Regions from separate parts of the Drosophila melanogaster genome. Here region 2 is linked to region 1. Evidence: chromatin contacts called from public Hi-C data. All regions are on one chromosome and are shown on one strand. Each heading gives the region's core, a stretch centred on a gene start, on an enhancer-like site or on the middle of the called end of the contact. The rest is flanking DNA. Distances are from core to core; before and after follow the strand shown.

Region 1 (7,837 bases), core at 3,588-6,087:
AGGTTTCGGTTCGTTCGGTTTCGGACATTTTCAGGTGGGATTATTGTTTATATTATGGTGTGTTTTGATTGTTGGATTTGGTTTGTTCGTACCGTGAATGCAAAGAGAAGAGAAAAAAAATGTATGTGGTTGTTGCTTTAGTTCAGTTGGTAACACACTTATAGAAGTACAAGATTGCATTTGGGTTGTTTGTTGCTGTTCTTCGGGTCAATTCCTAATCTCACCAACTGCACTTCAATCGATCCTTTGCCACGCTCTCTCTCATCCCAACATCTCAACATTTCCAACATCCCCACAGCCCAATATTCCTAACCCATCCCAGTCATGATTCCCTAGAAAACCCATCCCGCCGCTGCCAAGTGTATCTGAATGGTAAGCATTTGTCAGTATGGTGCCAGATCCAAAGGTTCCTCTACAGGATGCCTGTGGATCGGGGCCATCAAGCACTTATGTCGTGGGTTCGCTTTCTAGCAAGTGTCTTATGTTTAGGTGAGGGTGGGTGGGTCCTTAAAAGTATATTAAGCATTTGGTTGGATTTAGCCGGAGATCAGTGGACATGGCTGATTAGTTCGAGCAGGGAAAGTGGGATCAAGTTTCAAAGTGGTGCAGTGATAAAGGTGGAAACTTAAGGCATACATGTTGTACATAGCGATAGATAGATATATATAGATTGTTGTGGGGTTAATGTCGTTGGATGAGGATGTGCGGTTGGGAAACAAAAAATTCTAATTGGAAACGAAAACAGAAACGGAAAAGCGAAACGAAACGAATCTCTATGAATAAGAAACACATATAAATTGTTGGTTTTTGGGTTGTTGTTTAATCTCTTCGCAAACAAGATATGCATTTCTTAGGATTAGCATTAGGTGTGGTGATCCATTATGATTATCGTCTGTGGCAGGATGAGTTTGGGAATAGAAACGAGTGCTTGCTTTTCTCCTTTCTTTCCACTCACGGTATACAACTATGTAATGTATGTATGTATGTATGAATGTACAATTTTTTTGGACTTTGCTTTCTTTAAATTAATCAATCTCGTTATATAAGTTACTATTTTAAGTATAATAATTTACGATTCTATTTATAATAATTTAAAAAAAAATATTTTAAGTTGTATATACTATTTATATAAAGGTGTACGTGTCCGTGTATGAACAAAGAACAATTCTTTTTGTTGCTATGCCTTAGTCGAGTGCCAGTCAACCTGATTTGGCGATCCAACGCGATGCAAAGGACTTCTGCAGGCAACCAAATCAACCAAATCAGGCCAACCTTCGCGGAATACATATTAATTCTCAAGTGTGTGTGGCGCAATCTTTGCGGTGTGTGAACGAAAATCGTATCATTACTGCGTTTAAGTCTTATGGATGCTGGTCAAATATTGTTTTTGGTATTCGTTTGTGTGTGTGTGTGTGGATAGTGATTGAAAATGTTATGAGATGTGTGCAGGCACGGCGATTATCTGAAAAATAACGAACCAGACTTTCAAAACGACATACATCGCTGGCTGAAAATGAAGAGGATCGCTGGGGGGAACAGGTACAGTCCACACTACCAACCATTGGCAAATCGAGGATTAACCTGACATTCTGTCAATCCCGCCTCTCTTTTAGCCTTGCGATTCAACAAGCTTCTTAGCTAAATTTGATTGATCGACAGCCAGTGCAAGACATGGCTGATTGAAAGGATTTGAGAAGCATTGTTGCGGCTCCTCAGTTTCCCCGCGCCTGGATACACTCAAAAGTTTGCACTTAAGGGGTCACATGGGTTATCCAAAAATTCATTTCATTTAAGTACAATAAAATGCCTAAGCAATACTTGTGTAGACAGCGAAATTAAATCGAAATGTTATAATCAGATTTTACACATATTCAAAATGCTGATTGTTTTATTTTCATCGACTATGTGCAAGTGTGGTTTTGTATTACTTTAAATCTAATTGTTCGGTTTCAGCGTTCGATATCAGCGAAAATATGTCCAGTGAATGAGTAGTCTTGAAAATATCCTTTTAAAGACGCGCGCCCCATTTCGGCTTGTGCCACCCATGTAACCCCTTGGCACAGTAAAGAATACATTTTAATATACATTTGCATAGCCTAATCACAATCCTTTGTCGTGGACAATCTTACACAACTACTTTGGGGCACATTGATAACCAATTCCAGTAGCCTTAGCCTAGATTTACATACGTTATACTAGCCCTAATAAATGTAGTCTACAATCTCTTTGTGATGCGATTCTTTGTGGTAAAAGCTGCCTACTTTGGCGATTCCTGGAGGCGCCAGGGGACGTGGATCTACGGGGAGAGGCGAAGGAGTCGTCTCTTTTTGGATGTGGTTTGTGTTTTCGAAGTTTAAAACAATTCGAAGCGATTGTGTGTGGATGAGCGAAGTGTATGGATGTGTGTGCGTGTTTGTGGGGGGATTGTGGAAGGGATCTCTTGGCTTTTCGCTTAGCTAGTTCTAACAGATAATTACCTTGTCATCGTTATCAGACTCCTCGTTGCTGCCCACCTCGCTGCCGTTCTCGGAGCCATCCTTGACCACCGCCTTGATGGCCTTTTCTTGGCGATCCATGGCGCTGCTGCGGTGACGCGTCTTCTTCCACGAGTAGTAGTACTTGACCAAACTGGCTATGGATTTGTCTGGCAGCTGTGGTCGGAGTTGCAATTGCATTTAGGCGGTTCAAAACAATATGCGCGGCTCACTCACCATCTGGCGGATGCGGTGGAAGCTCTTCCCGTGGAACTGGAAGGCCTGTTCGAACAGCACCTTGTCCTCGATGGTCCACTCGTCCGGGAAGGGCGTGAAGTTGGCCAGGTCCATTACGGCACGCTCCAGATCGTGTTTGTGCCAGAACAGCATGCCCAATGCCTGTTCGCCGTTGTAGCCGTACTTTTCCTTGGCCACCGAAATGTACTCCTCCACTGCAAGGTTACAATACGTGTCTTAGTATTCTATTCGCTGGCACAACCCAGAGATCAAATGGGCAAGTAAGCCACTAATACGTACATTTCAGATCAGGAATCTCCTTGGTGGGCGACCATACGAGGAGGGCGCGTTCGTTCATTTGTTCCGGGCGGCGCTCCGCTTCCGGAACGAGCGGCGGACAAACCGCCTGGTAGTCGCGTCCAACGCGGATTTTCTCTATGAAATGAAAATTTGTTTAAAGACCACATCGTGCGGAAAAAGACTACAGGTACTCACCTTCGTACTCAGACTGCTTGGCCTTGCTCTTGCCGTTCCGTTTGGTGGCTGGAAAAGGGAGACGGTACAGATAAGTGGGCTGAAGTGGCAGGAAGGTAATTCCGGGGCGTTTCACTTACAGTTGTCGTCGTCGGAGCTCTCCGGCGTGCCTGCACCTGGCACAGCTGTGGTGGTCTTCTCGTTCGCATTGGCGTTCCCGGAGTGGCCGCTGTTGTTGCCGCTGCCCACGAGGCTGGCGCTGTTGGTGACGCCGCCCGTGGTGTGCGTATTGGGACTGGGGCCGCGCGAACGGCGCCCGTTGCGCACCACATCCGTGGTGTTGCGCTCCGCCAACACCATCTTGTCCCGGATGAGCTGGGCGCGCTTGTTATGCTTCTCCAGGGTGCTAGTTTTGGCTAAACACGAGCACTAGCGAACACGAGCACTGCGGAGCTGCAAGAACAGTGGGGACATGTGTTAACGACTGATTCGGACACGGATGACAGCCGTACTCTGCTCTCCGGCTGAAAAATCCAGCAAATAGAAACTCTGCACCGCGTTTGGCGAGAGTGTGCGCTTGGCAAGAGGCACTTTTCCCGCAACGAGCGCAGAAGTGCGCTGTCAAACAGATACATTCATAAGTGTGCGTGCGTCCGTGTGAGCGTATGCGCGTGTATTGCGTGTGCTAGCGACGCGTGTATAGGTGTATGGGTGAGGGCCAAGCCAGCTGAGTTTGGAAACGGCAATGCATTTGGATTTGAATGCAGGAATCCGAATCTGGCTGGACGGAGGGACACGGAGGGACTCGGAGGACGCCTACCTGGTACTCTGGTGCCCCACAAGCACACAACCGAAGACGCTGCCACACGGATCTCACTGCACGTACCGTTTTCGCCCGCTTACGCAGTACGGCCTGCCGGACGCGGAGCTGGGGCTACTTGGAAAGGAGTACTCTTGGCCAGAAACTCCAGATACGGAACGCTGCGAACGGCTGGTCAGTGGAGTTGTTGCGCGCAGGTAACTGAAATCCAAACTGAAACGCGGAAAAAAAAACTCACTCGCGTACCGATTCTCTCTGGTCGTCCGTGGGCACAGCGCACTTTGTCGCCGACGACCGCAGTTCAGCTTTGTCTGTCGGTTGATCCGATTTTTTGCCCTCGCCTGGCTTCTCGACAGGCGGCCCCTTGGATTATCCTATCCCCGTTTTCGTTGGAGATCGAGAAACGGCTTCGCTTGCCCCTTTTTGATGGACACTCTCAGCACTTTTTCTAGAATATACGTCAGAAAACTGAGCGAATGCTCAAATTAATTTAAACTGTGGCTGTAGCAGCCACGGTTGCAAGGGATACACAAACTATCGATTAGGCCGCTCCGATATTTCGCTTTTGCCCTGTACAGGGATGCCACACGGCAGGCTGTACTGAATTTCGGGCAGACGACATCGATATTCGACATCTGTTTATTCACAGCCAACTTTAATGTGGTTTTACGCCATACATATGATGCTCGTACAGCAATTATGTGACTGATGCAAGCGAGAGCATACAAATACGGGGATATGGGTGATTTGTAATTCCACCCCCATCTGAGCGCAGTCCAGGTGGCAACGACGCTGCCCCCGCATGCCTATCGACCGATATACCGCAGATTCGCCAGTTTTCCGCAAGGTGGCGACTACGGCGGGCGCAGACTAAAAAGACAGACTTTTTTCTATATAATATACGGCAGGAATCAGTGCAAAAACCGATCCAACGCAATGGCTGCTAGATTCATACAGAAAATTGTAAGACCCGTTTAGGCTTAAGCGACTTGACCCGCCCCGCGTCGCGCCTCTTAACCCCACCATACAGCGACCAAACCAATTCTGCAGGACAGCAGTTGATTACGTGCTGGCCAAAAAGTACTGGCCAACTACCACTAACATTGCGATTTTGTTTCTCGTCCGACGCTCCTGCCCTCCAACTCCACGCCCGCTAACCAACCCTGCAAACCACCGATGCAATGATCTGCGATTCCGCGATTCCCAACGACAACAACACATTACGCAAAACACTTGCAGCTCAATCAACTGGGTTTGATTGCAGCGCGTGATGCTCCGGCGGTGACTGCGACGCCAGCAGTGAGCCAGGTTGGTTCCATAACAGCGGCGGCAGCGACGGAACCATCCGGGATCCGCAGTGGGGGCCACCACCTCCTTCGCCAGGACATCAGCTGTCCGTCCGGCGAAAACGAAAAGAGCACAGCATTAGAATTCGCATTCACTTTACATAACACTCTCTCTCTCGCTCCCTCGTTGCGTGGCCGAGATATCGATAACGGCGGGCAGGGCGGGTGGTTCGGACCCTCGAAAATCCCACCCCCTACTCGAGAGGCGGGAAAAAATCAGTTACCGAGATTGGGCCCTGATTTGCGGCCTTATCAGCGCCGTGGGAATCATTTGTGCACTCTAACCTCAACGCGACGAACTGTTTGGCACGGGGGGTAGGGCGGACGGGATTTTTGTTTGGCATGGGCACTTATGTAATCCCGCTAGATGCTGCTGCTGTTGCTGCTGCCCATCTATGCGTTTTCTCGCCACCATTTCTGTAGATCACTCTGTAACCCGCCTATGGTCTTGCTATTTTCCAGGTCAACGCGACTCCCGCCGCCAGCCGGTCCTACTCCTCCGGCACCAAGAAAGTCACCCTCATCCCTGGCGATGGCATCGGACCTGAGATCTCTGCGGCCGTGCAGAAAATCTTCACCGCCGCCAATGTCCCCATCGAGTGGGAGGCCGTGGACGTGACCCCCGTCCGGGTAAGTGTCGTAATCCCAGCCAGAGTTAGTGGTTCAACTTGACATTTCAAATCCAAGTTGAGCGCCATCGCCTTCGAAGCGCGTGGCCGTTTGACAACAGGTGGCAACTACGGTCGTCTGGGCGGTAAATTTGAAATACAACCAGGCTCTAGTTAACATTCCATTGCCATATATTCGATATAAATGCCAAATCAATGGATACGAATCCATGCAATATTTTCGCCAAATATTAATTTGCTCTGTTAAAAGCCAAAAAAAAAATGCATACATATGTCGGAGAAGACGACACATATATAAAACAATTTGCGAGCTAGCTTTATTTATTTACTTCTTATTTCATTTGTGCGTGACATGTTAACAGGGACCCGACGGAAAGTTCGGCATCCCACAGGCCGCCATTGACTCGGTGAACACGAACAAGATCGGCCTGAAGGGTCCTCTGATGACGCCCGTCGGCAAGGGCCATCGGTCTCTGAATCTGGCCCTGCGCAAGGAGTTCAATCTGTACGCCAACGTGCGTCCCTGCCGCAGTCTCGAGGGCTACAAGACGCTGTACGACGATGTGGACGTGGTCACCATCCGTGAGAACACCGAGGGCGAGTACTCCGGCATCGAGCACGAGATCGTCGACGGCGTCGTTCAGAGCATCAAGCTGATCACCGAGGAAGCCTCCAAGCGTGTGGCCGAGTACGCCTTCCAGTACGCCAAGAACAACAACCGCAAGAAGGTCACCGTGGTGCACAAGGCGAACATTATGTAAGTTGGCCACGAGAGCTACTCTTTTTTGTTGTTGTGAAACTAATGCTATTTTCCTACCATTTCTCACAGGCGCATGTCCGATGGTCTCTTCCTGCGCTGCGTCCGCGACATGGCCCAGAAGTTCCCAGAAATCCAGTTCGAAGAGAAGTATCTGGATACGGTGTGCCTGAACATGGTCCAGAACCCCGGAAAATACGACGTGCTGGTGAGTTGAATTACGCAGTCGCTAAAGTATAGTATCAGCGACTAAGCTAATGCCGTCTCCATAATGCCAGGTCATGCCCAATCTGTACGGTGATATTCTGTCTGACATGTGCGCCGGTTTGGTGGGCGGCCTCGGCCTGACGCCCTCCGGCAACATGGGCCTGAACGGTGCCCTGTTCGAGTCTGTGCACGGAACCGCCCCCGATATTGCCGGCAAGGACCTGGCCAATCCCACTGCCCTGTTGCTGTCGGCGGTCATGATGCTGCGCCACATGGAGCTCAACACGTACGCCGATAAAATCGAGCGTGCCGCCTTCGAGACCATCAAGGAGGGCAAATACCTCACCGGCGATCTGGGCGGCCGTGCCAAGTGCTCCGAGTTCACGAACGAGATCTGTGCCAAGCTGTAGACGACGGATCACGGACCATCCGCATAAGCTGTAGCAAGTATCGCCAACCATAACAACAACCGATGAGAACAGAGCAGAGAATTACGCCAGGAATATTGCGCAGAGAAGGAGGATGATGCAGTATGAACAACAGCAATTAAACACTCGCCCCAAACCAAAAAAAAAAAAAAAATGTAGCAGCAGCAGCAGCAACAGCAACAACAGCACTCACTAAACTTTGCCGAAAGTTTCCTACGTTTCCTACCTTTTTACAAATTGTGCCAGCAGCACCGCTCGCCCCGAAAACAACAACAAAATTTCTATATAGCTAACACTACCTAAAGTATTTTTATGTTCGAATACCTAGGTATATTATTTAATTTGCTTAGGCCAAACTTGCAAGCGTTAAAATTCGTTAAATTGCCAATTTTACTTGCGATAGTAAAGTATTTTTGTCGCCATCCAGCCAACACCTTGAGTTATTATTGTTTATATAATTCGTAT
Region 2 (7,837 bases), core at 2,276-4,775, 330 kb before region 1:
CGATTCAATAGTTGAATATTCGCGTTCCCCGCTCATCTCTCGCTCATTGTCCAGATCATCGCCGAATCCCAGATACGGAACGTGATTGTTGAGGGCCAGTTGGTCCAACAAATCGTCGTCGTGCTTGCCCACGCACACCTCCATTTCCAGGCACTCGACGAAACCCTGACGAATCTCGAGCTTCTCATTGCTGCCCTGACCGTACATGCTGAGAATCTGGGTGGAGACATTCGGCAGCTGGGTGACCGAAGCCAGAATCTTAATGGCGGCCAGGGCGTGCCGCGGCAGCCAGCTATTATAGGTTACATACTTAATGATATTCAGCACGTGATCGGGCTTGCGACTGCGTGGATTCAGATCCAGGAGCATGCGATTCAGGCCCGACAGCAAAATGGGGCAATTGGCCGCCGAGTGGGCCTCAAAGAAGGCGTTCTGTTTCGCCAATGCGGCTTCCAGGATCAGCAGTGCGTACAATGAGCACTCCTCGAGTAGCTTCTTGCCCTGAAAGCGATTGTAGTTGTCCAGCCGCTCACGCACCTCCTCCACAATGCACAGCAGCAGCTGCAACATTTCGGACTTCAGCTGCAGCTGCATCATAACGTGAAAGCCCGGATAGGGAGGTTCATCGACTGTCTCCAGAAAATCCATTGCGGACGGCCGATAGGTGGCCAGTAGGTAGTAGAGCAGTTTCAGGCACTGGGCGCCAACTTGCCACTTCTCGGAGGGAACCTTGTACGCGCGATTGTAAAACTTGAGCAACACCGAATTTATCATGGACTTTAGATAGCCTTCGTAGGCCGGTGTCCGTTGCCCGGCGCCCAAACTCTTCGGCAGATTGGTGGTCATCAGTGTGTAGAGCAATTGGAGGATGCCGCGCGTCAGGTTATACTGCTCCGAACGGCTCTCGATTTGTTCCATCTCCTCCAACAAACTGCACTGGGCATAGCTTCTAGACACGGGCACAGTGGGTATAATCTGCGAGGCCTCCAGGTGGAACCAGATGACGCGCGCCGTCTCCTTCGATTTGGCCAGGGCAGCCAGCGTGTGCAGAATCTCCGCCTTCAAAAAAAGCGGCGTGGCGCACGCAACCAGGCCCAGGAGCACCTGCGGCGTCTGCCAATTGGGATGGTCACAGATCATGATGCGCGAGACCTCGTCGTGTTCCGCCACCGCCTGTATGATGCCCATTACGGCCACCAGATGCTCCGCCTCTCGCTGCGTAATGGCCTTTGGTGTCGATCGGGTGCGGTAAATGGTCTCGCCGCTCATGCCGATGTTGGTGTTAAAGTCGTTGCGCATCGAACTAGAAGATAGTGATCTTCAGAGAGATCTTCAATACCAGATTTGAGTCACACTTACGTATAGTAGTTGCCCAGGGTGGTGAAGAAGTGATCCCAGCTAACCGCATACTTGCCGCCGGTGGCCATCTGGGGCACCCTAAGCATGTTGAAGGCGCATCGAGCCGAGAAATCGGTCCGTGTAAGTCCGGATATCATCTTGAGGTAGGCCTTGAACAGCGTCTGTGGCAGCAGGTCGCTGGCCAAGCTAATGAACTTGAACAGCGACACCGAGCGCGAGGTGTTCTTGAATGCCGTAGAGCCGTTGGGATCGCCGGGGCCCCAGTACTCGTTGCACAGCCTGATGGTGACGCGCGGATCGCCGTGCATCTTGGCCACGCACAGCATGAGCAGCTCAAAGTTGGAGTCCAAGTTGGGCGGCGGTTCCAGACCCTCGTTTAGGAAGCTGATGATCGTGTGTGACGACTCGTCTGCTCGGCCGCGCAGCTCCGACACCTTGGAGTTCATGAAGTCGATGAAGTCCGTGATGAGCAGATGGACGCGGCGGTAGAAGAACTGCGTGCTGTCAGCACAAATGATGATTAGCTTGCGAATCGGCAATTGACACTTCAGTTGTCAGTACTCACCTATAGACCAGATCCTTCTCGAGCAGCAAGCTGTGGAAGAAGACGAATACCTGCGCTCCCAGTGCCTCGTCGATGAGCATCTCATCGCGATTGATGATCGAGATGGCGGTGGCCTGAAGCTGCAAAGGTGCATGCCGCAGGCTGGCCAGCGTTAGTCCGAAGCTGTAGGCAATGATGGCATTCAGGCGCGGTGCTTGCCAGCTGCTCTGCGCGTACAGCTCCTCCAGGAAGCACTCGGCGAACTCGCGATCGCTGAAGATCGGAAGTCGGGTTGTGTGCTCATTGGGTTCCTCGGTGACCAGCAGCATGGAGGTATCGTACGCATACAGCAGAGCCATCAGCATGATCAGGGTCACGTCGTCCATGTTGCCGCCCGCGTCGTGGTTCTTTCGGTTGGCCAATTGGTGCATCAGCCGAATGGCAATGTGTCGCGGCAGGCCGCGTTGTGCCGACCAATTGAACAGGGCCATTGCCAATGCCTGTTGAATGTCCTCGTATAGGCCGAGCACCTGGTTCTGATGCTTCTTGGAGCCAAACGCGCGGTTTGTGGTCAGCATAGCGCACTGCGAACGTTGGACAACAAATGAATAACAATTTGCGAAGGAAGATATGCAATTTCAGAGAATTTCAGAAACAGGCGCATACAAACCCACCTCCTTGTCGACATCCATCTCCTCGAGCAGCTGCAGCAGGCGTCCCAGTATCCCAGAGCCGTCGACAAGGCTCTCGGCATAGTTAGTGACCAGACCGGTGATCTGCGTGCGTAGAACGATAATCAGGGTCAGTGAATCTCTCTTTCAGCGGCACTGCGATGCCTGCGATGTCGAAATCTCGAAACTTACCTCCTTGGGCAGTTCGGTGTTCCACGAGACGCCGCTAACCACCTGGAACATGTCGCGAAGCGTGCAGCTGATGGCCTTTCGTCCATCGTAGTAGAGCAGCACCGCGACAAGGCCTCTGGACAGGCCGGGATGATGCTTCTGCTGGCGCTGTGCGGTGCACAGCAGCTCCACGGCGAAACCCTCGTCCAGATCGAACATGTCGGACAGAATGACCGCCTCGTCGGCCAGGTCCTGTGACATCTTTGTCTTTCGCGAATGCCCCTGCATCGGGACGCCTTCGTTGAGGGCATTTCGTAGGAGATTGCGGCTCTTCTCGCTTCTCGGCTGCCGACATTTTCAATAATGGATTATCAATAATTAGTTAAATCTACGGATCTGCAAGCGCTTGTTTTGCTATACCCACCGGATTGCGCAGCAAGTTGCTGAAGTTGTGCTTGTACTTCTTGAGGCACTGCTCCAGATCCGAGGTGAAGCCACTGCGATTGGACACCGCGGTCTGAAAAGTGTTGTACAAATGCTTGTACGGCGTCCACATGTCCTCGATTACAGCTGTGGACGCATGGGTGGCATTAGTGATTTGGCGACCCACGCACATCTGCTCGTTGGCCAGGCACTCACCATCCATTTCACTTGGTTTTGCGGTTCGCTCAGTTCACGCAGTTCTTGCTGATTCGCAGTTATTGACTATAAAACGCGGCAAGATTGCTTCGCTTTGCGACAAGGCGCCGGTTACCAGGGCTGGGTGCTGCAAATACTGGAAAACACAGATGTTCACCACCGTACGAACTCACCACGCTCGTACGCGCTTCGGTGCTTGTGCCCGCTAACTGCGGTTGCTGCGCTGGCTAAACGGTTGATTCGAACCAAGTCAATCGGAAAATCGATGCTTATCGAACGATAATCGAGGCGCTGCATCGGTGCGTTGTCGCACCACTAACTAACACAACTTCAGTGCGGCGCGGGCGGGGCGTTTTCGTGAAAATCTACGCACGGACTTTTCGTAGTTACCCGATAGTAGCATCCATTTGTTTTGTTCCGATTCGCGTTTTTTTTTTTTTCTGTTCTCCGCCACTTGATTTGGCCAGCGAACGCACTGCCCAAGTGGTGTCCTGTTCGCATTGTGAGTGAATCACCGATGGCCGCGGGCAGGCTGAACTGCACCATAGTGGGATGCTGGTTCTGGCTGTCGATGCAAGTGGATGTGGAAGTGGATGTAGAAGTGTAAATGCAAATGCAATCGGCGCAGTTCGGCTGCAATAAATGCCAAAAGGGATACTAACTGCCAAAGCCAGTGCAATTGGAAGGAAAATTCAAATTTCATTGGGAATTATTCGAATTGGAATTGAATTTGTAACTGGAGTTGGAGTTCAGAGTACTTGGTACTGGGTGTGCGAGAGCGACAGAGAGGAAGAGAGGCAGTGCAAGTGTGTGGGGGTAGCAGTCACACAGGCACACACGAACATACTCACAACTCCAGTGCATAAAACTCCAAACTGCGTTCGCCTCTCTCTTTTCGTTTCGCTTGCTCTCTCCCCTACGTTCGCCCACGCAACGCCTGGCGAGCGAGAGAGAGAGCGGTATAGAAGAGCAAGGGAGCCAGAGCGAGAGAGCAAGGAAGTGGTTTTTCCACCGAAAATATGGACAAAGGCAAACTGCAGAGTTAGCTGAAAATAAAAAAAAATAAAAAAAAGGAACAAGACACAAACAGTGACTGAAATAGCGGTTAACAGCGCTCCCTTACGGCGAATCGTTGAAATTCAAGACGGAGAGCTATCGCATTTCTTCAATTATGTCTGTTTCGCTTTTCATTCCGCTGCAGTAAGCGATCGCGCGAAGGAGCAGCAATACAGAGAGCGAGATTTGGAGAGAGAGAGAGAGAGATAGAGAGTGCGCTCCCAATTGACGACTCCACTCCACTCCCACACACACTTAACCCCGCCCCCTCGCACCCGTAATTACTATGGATTGTGGTGGTATTGCGGCACATCAGCAACAACAACTACAACAGCAACAACTGCACTTACTCCAGCAACAGCTACAACAACAACACCACCAGCAGCAGCGGCAACAACAACAGCACAGCCTCGAGGAAGCAGCAACAATAACAAATGTAAGTATCTCCCAAGTTTCTCCAAATGTGTGTGTGCGTTTGTGTTGCTCGACCATTTCCTCTGTACTTCATAATTCGCTCCCACACACAAAAAAAAAAGAAGTCATAGGACAGAGTACACAGGAAGAAACTGAACTATACCTTTAAAGTACAGCTTCTTCAAATTATAGTAAGAACGGTGCAAATGGTAGACTCACATATGGTTGGTAATTGTATTAACTATAATTCTCTATTAGTGTTTTTTTTTTCGAGTGTATTCAGTATACTTTACTCCTTGGCTATGAAAATAACCTAGTTATGCAGTGCTAGGTGATCAAAAGACTTCAAATTCGGTACTCCAAAGTTGAGACTGCCCAACTAGTATCATGGATATAGTTTCCTATAGTTTGATAATATAGAAACTTAAAACTTTACCACTCCCCCCATTCGATGGGTCAAAGGAGAATTAATAAAAGCAAACGCAGAGAGCGGAATGATTAATCTTTGGACCAGCTGCTGGGGCAAAAACGACCACAAAAAGTGCTCAATGCTTTCAAGTCCAACAGAATGCCGACCCATTAATTGGTGTACTAACTTTTTCGCTCTCTCTTGCGCCTCTTTCTCCGTTCTTGCCCCATTACTTTCACCGTGCATAAACGCTGAAAAGAGTTCCCGATCGTTGTGGTTCTGTTTTTCGTTTTTCGCCTCTGAGGTTCTCGATTTGTTTATGCGCGGGCGGCGGAAGAAAACCCGATTCCACACGAAAAAAGTCAAAGGCGATGTGCGATACCATGCGGCAACAGCAACAAACGCGATGTTGTTGCTGCCCCTTTGTTTTGCCGCAACAGCGGGCGTCGCCCCGCTCCCCTAAGCCACTTCACTTCCCAGCAGTTTGTGGCACAACCCCAACCAGGAAGGTCGATTAGTTTCTGGATCAGAATGGTAACAAACAGTTAAAACAAAGGCTCCATTTGGACGAGATAATAATCAGATCCAACAAAAACATTTTGTTTATAAGTGAACTATATATTTAAACAATGTTTGAACATCGCTTGGCTGGTCTCAATAGATGTAATTTCAGTTGAAGTATATCTTACATATATTAGAGATACATTTGGTACAAAGGAAATTAACCTTTAAAATTGTTATTTTTAAAAATGGTTTAACAATTGGAATTCCCTTAAGTCCAAATGTTTAAAATAATAGTTATCCACAGTCCTCCAGTTTTATATATATATATATACTTTATATCTTTGCAAGTAAGCCCTGTTTGTTGTCAGTCGCGGTTTTGTTCACTGCACACAAACATTTTGTATCTATGTAAATAAATACATACATACACATACATATAGTTTAGAGTGAACTGTCAGGATGCCAGGACGTGACTGCGTGCAGCTCAAGGACGAGGACATGGGAATTGGCCTCCCGGTGCGTGTCAAATTTGCCTAATTGCGCGCAGAGGTCAGCAAATTCTGAAAAACTGCGCTGCCCATTTGACCATTTCTACTTGGCCAGCACGCACATTTTTCATTTCCCAAAAGCAAATATTACACCTCAGCATAAAAGGTTGAGTAAGCAGTTTGCTTGACAGCAGGACAATCTGTTAGTTGGCATTTTTGGATTGTTTCAAACTAGTGAGTTTATACAAAACTCATTGAAAAATGTTGCAAAAATACTTGACAACTTTTTTCACTCCAATTCCATATCTTGTGTGAAACAATTTAGGAAAAAAAACTACTTCGATATGTAAATTCTTTTTTGATGAAGTCATTATGCAGTTATCAAATACATTTATCTAGTTTTTTCTTTAAATTCAAGCTATCCTCTGGTTTCCGTGCATATAAGGCAGTTTATAAGACCAGGGATTGGATGTACGTTTTAAGAAATATACTTTCAACTGCGTTAACAACATAATATTTAAATTTTTATTTTTTTATTTTTAATTTCTTTTAAAAATGTAACTCATTCAGATAGGTATATTCTTAATGTTAATGTAGTGAGTCGCTTTGTTCCCACAAAAACAGAGAAGATTGATTAAAGCCGATACTAAATGAAAGCTGGTGGGTTTTACCCCATCTGCAAAAAATCTAAATCCCATAAGTTTTTATAATAGACTCAAACATCGCATGTGAAAGTAAACATCATCAAACATCATATTGTGGCCTGCGTACCGTGTCCCTTCAATCTACCTCAAGACAATTATAATTCTTAAGAATGATTTGAAGAATAGCACGGGCAGCACTAGTTTTGCTATCCCCGATTTCTAACCGTGTACGCACTTGCATCCGACATCCAGGGCTGCCAACTCGCTTGCATCTGCAGTCCAGTTGGCAGCGCTGTCGGCGCTCTCGCTCGCGCCTGTTGTGTTTGAGTTCGAGTTGCTGCGCTTGTGAGTTTCTCAGCTTGTTGTCGCCATTTGGGTTTCGACCGACGCGCGCAGGAGACGTGACATCGCAGAGCGGAGCGACACGAACGTAACGTAACGGAACGGCACGATACGAAACGAAGTGCTACGCAACGAAAGGCGAACAGAAAACGAACATCACCATCAACGGCGGATGCGAGTGCGAGAGTGATTGGAAGTAAAAGAGCGCGCGCGGAATTCGAAGTGCACAATTATTCAATTTTATTTTTATTTTTTTTTTTTGACTTTGCGTTCCGTTTCGGTCCAAATACGTCGCCTTCTTTTGTTTTTTCTCAATTTTTCTCTTGTGCGCTGCGCTTATTAAGTTCCTTTAAAGTGCCTGGTCCATTGTGTTGTGATTGCCGCTTTTACATACACAAACATCGCAGGAAGAGGAAGCAGCATTACGCGGGGTAAATGAAACAATAATTAAAAGTGCCCTTTATTAATTTCCAAAAGGGGCTAAAGTGATGGATGGTGGGGAAGAGGGGTGCAACGAAAAAGAATCCGACGACTTAAAGCAAAACCAGAACGATTGACAATAGAATCAGTATACTTTATCATTTCCTAACCACCGA

What was found. Hi-C and Micro-C count contacts between places; a contact is called where the count stands out from the background.
Region 2: a contact with region 1 is called in a Hi-C map of the Kc167 cell line, with 2.3 times the contacts expected there. The contact joins the promoter of Nup205 here to the promoter of Idh3a in region 1. A contact is called at or near these places in 4 of 107 Hi-C or Micro-C datasets (the Kc167 cell line, the ML-DmBG3-c2 cell line and wing imaginal disc).

Annotation. Positions count from the first base shown.
Region 1 is chrX:19,518,804-19,526,640 of dm6, reverse strand. Idh3a (Isocitrate dehydrogenase 3a) reads left to right here and starts at 4,837. Exons shown (of 5, transcript NM_167657.3): 1 at 4,837-4,968; 2 at 5,814-5,981; 3 at 6,343-6,737; 4 at 6,810-6,945; 5 at 7,016-7,837. The coding sequence starts at 4,942. The coding sequence ends at 7,354. CoRest (CoRest,) reads right to left here and starts at 4,542. Exons shown (of 11, transcript NM_001201742.3): 1 at 4,252-4,542; 2 at 3,326-3,638; 3 at 3,207-3,254; 4 at 3,012-3,146; 5 at 2,712-2,926; 6 at 2,478-2,651. The coding sequence starts at 3,545.
Region 2 is chrX:19,847,902-19,855,738 of dm6, reverse strand. Nup205 (Nucleoporin 205kD) reads right to left here and starts at 3,525. Exons shown (of 10, transcript NM_167687.3): 1 at 3,170-3,525; 2 at 2,767-3,090; 3 at 2,578-2,679; 4 at 1,925-2,487; 5 at 1,360-1,860; 6 at 1-1,303. The coding sequence starts at 3,391. pico (pico,) reads left to right here and starts at 3,680. Exons shown (of 4, transcript NM_134519.3): 1 at 3,680-4,876. The coding sequence starts at 4,727.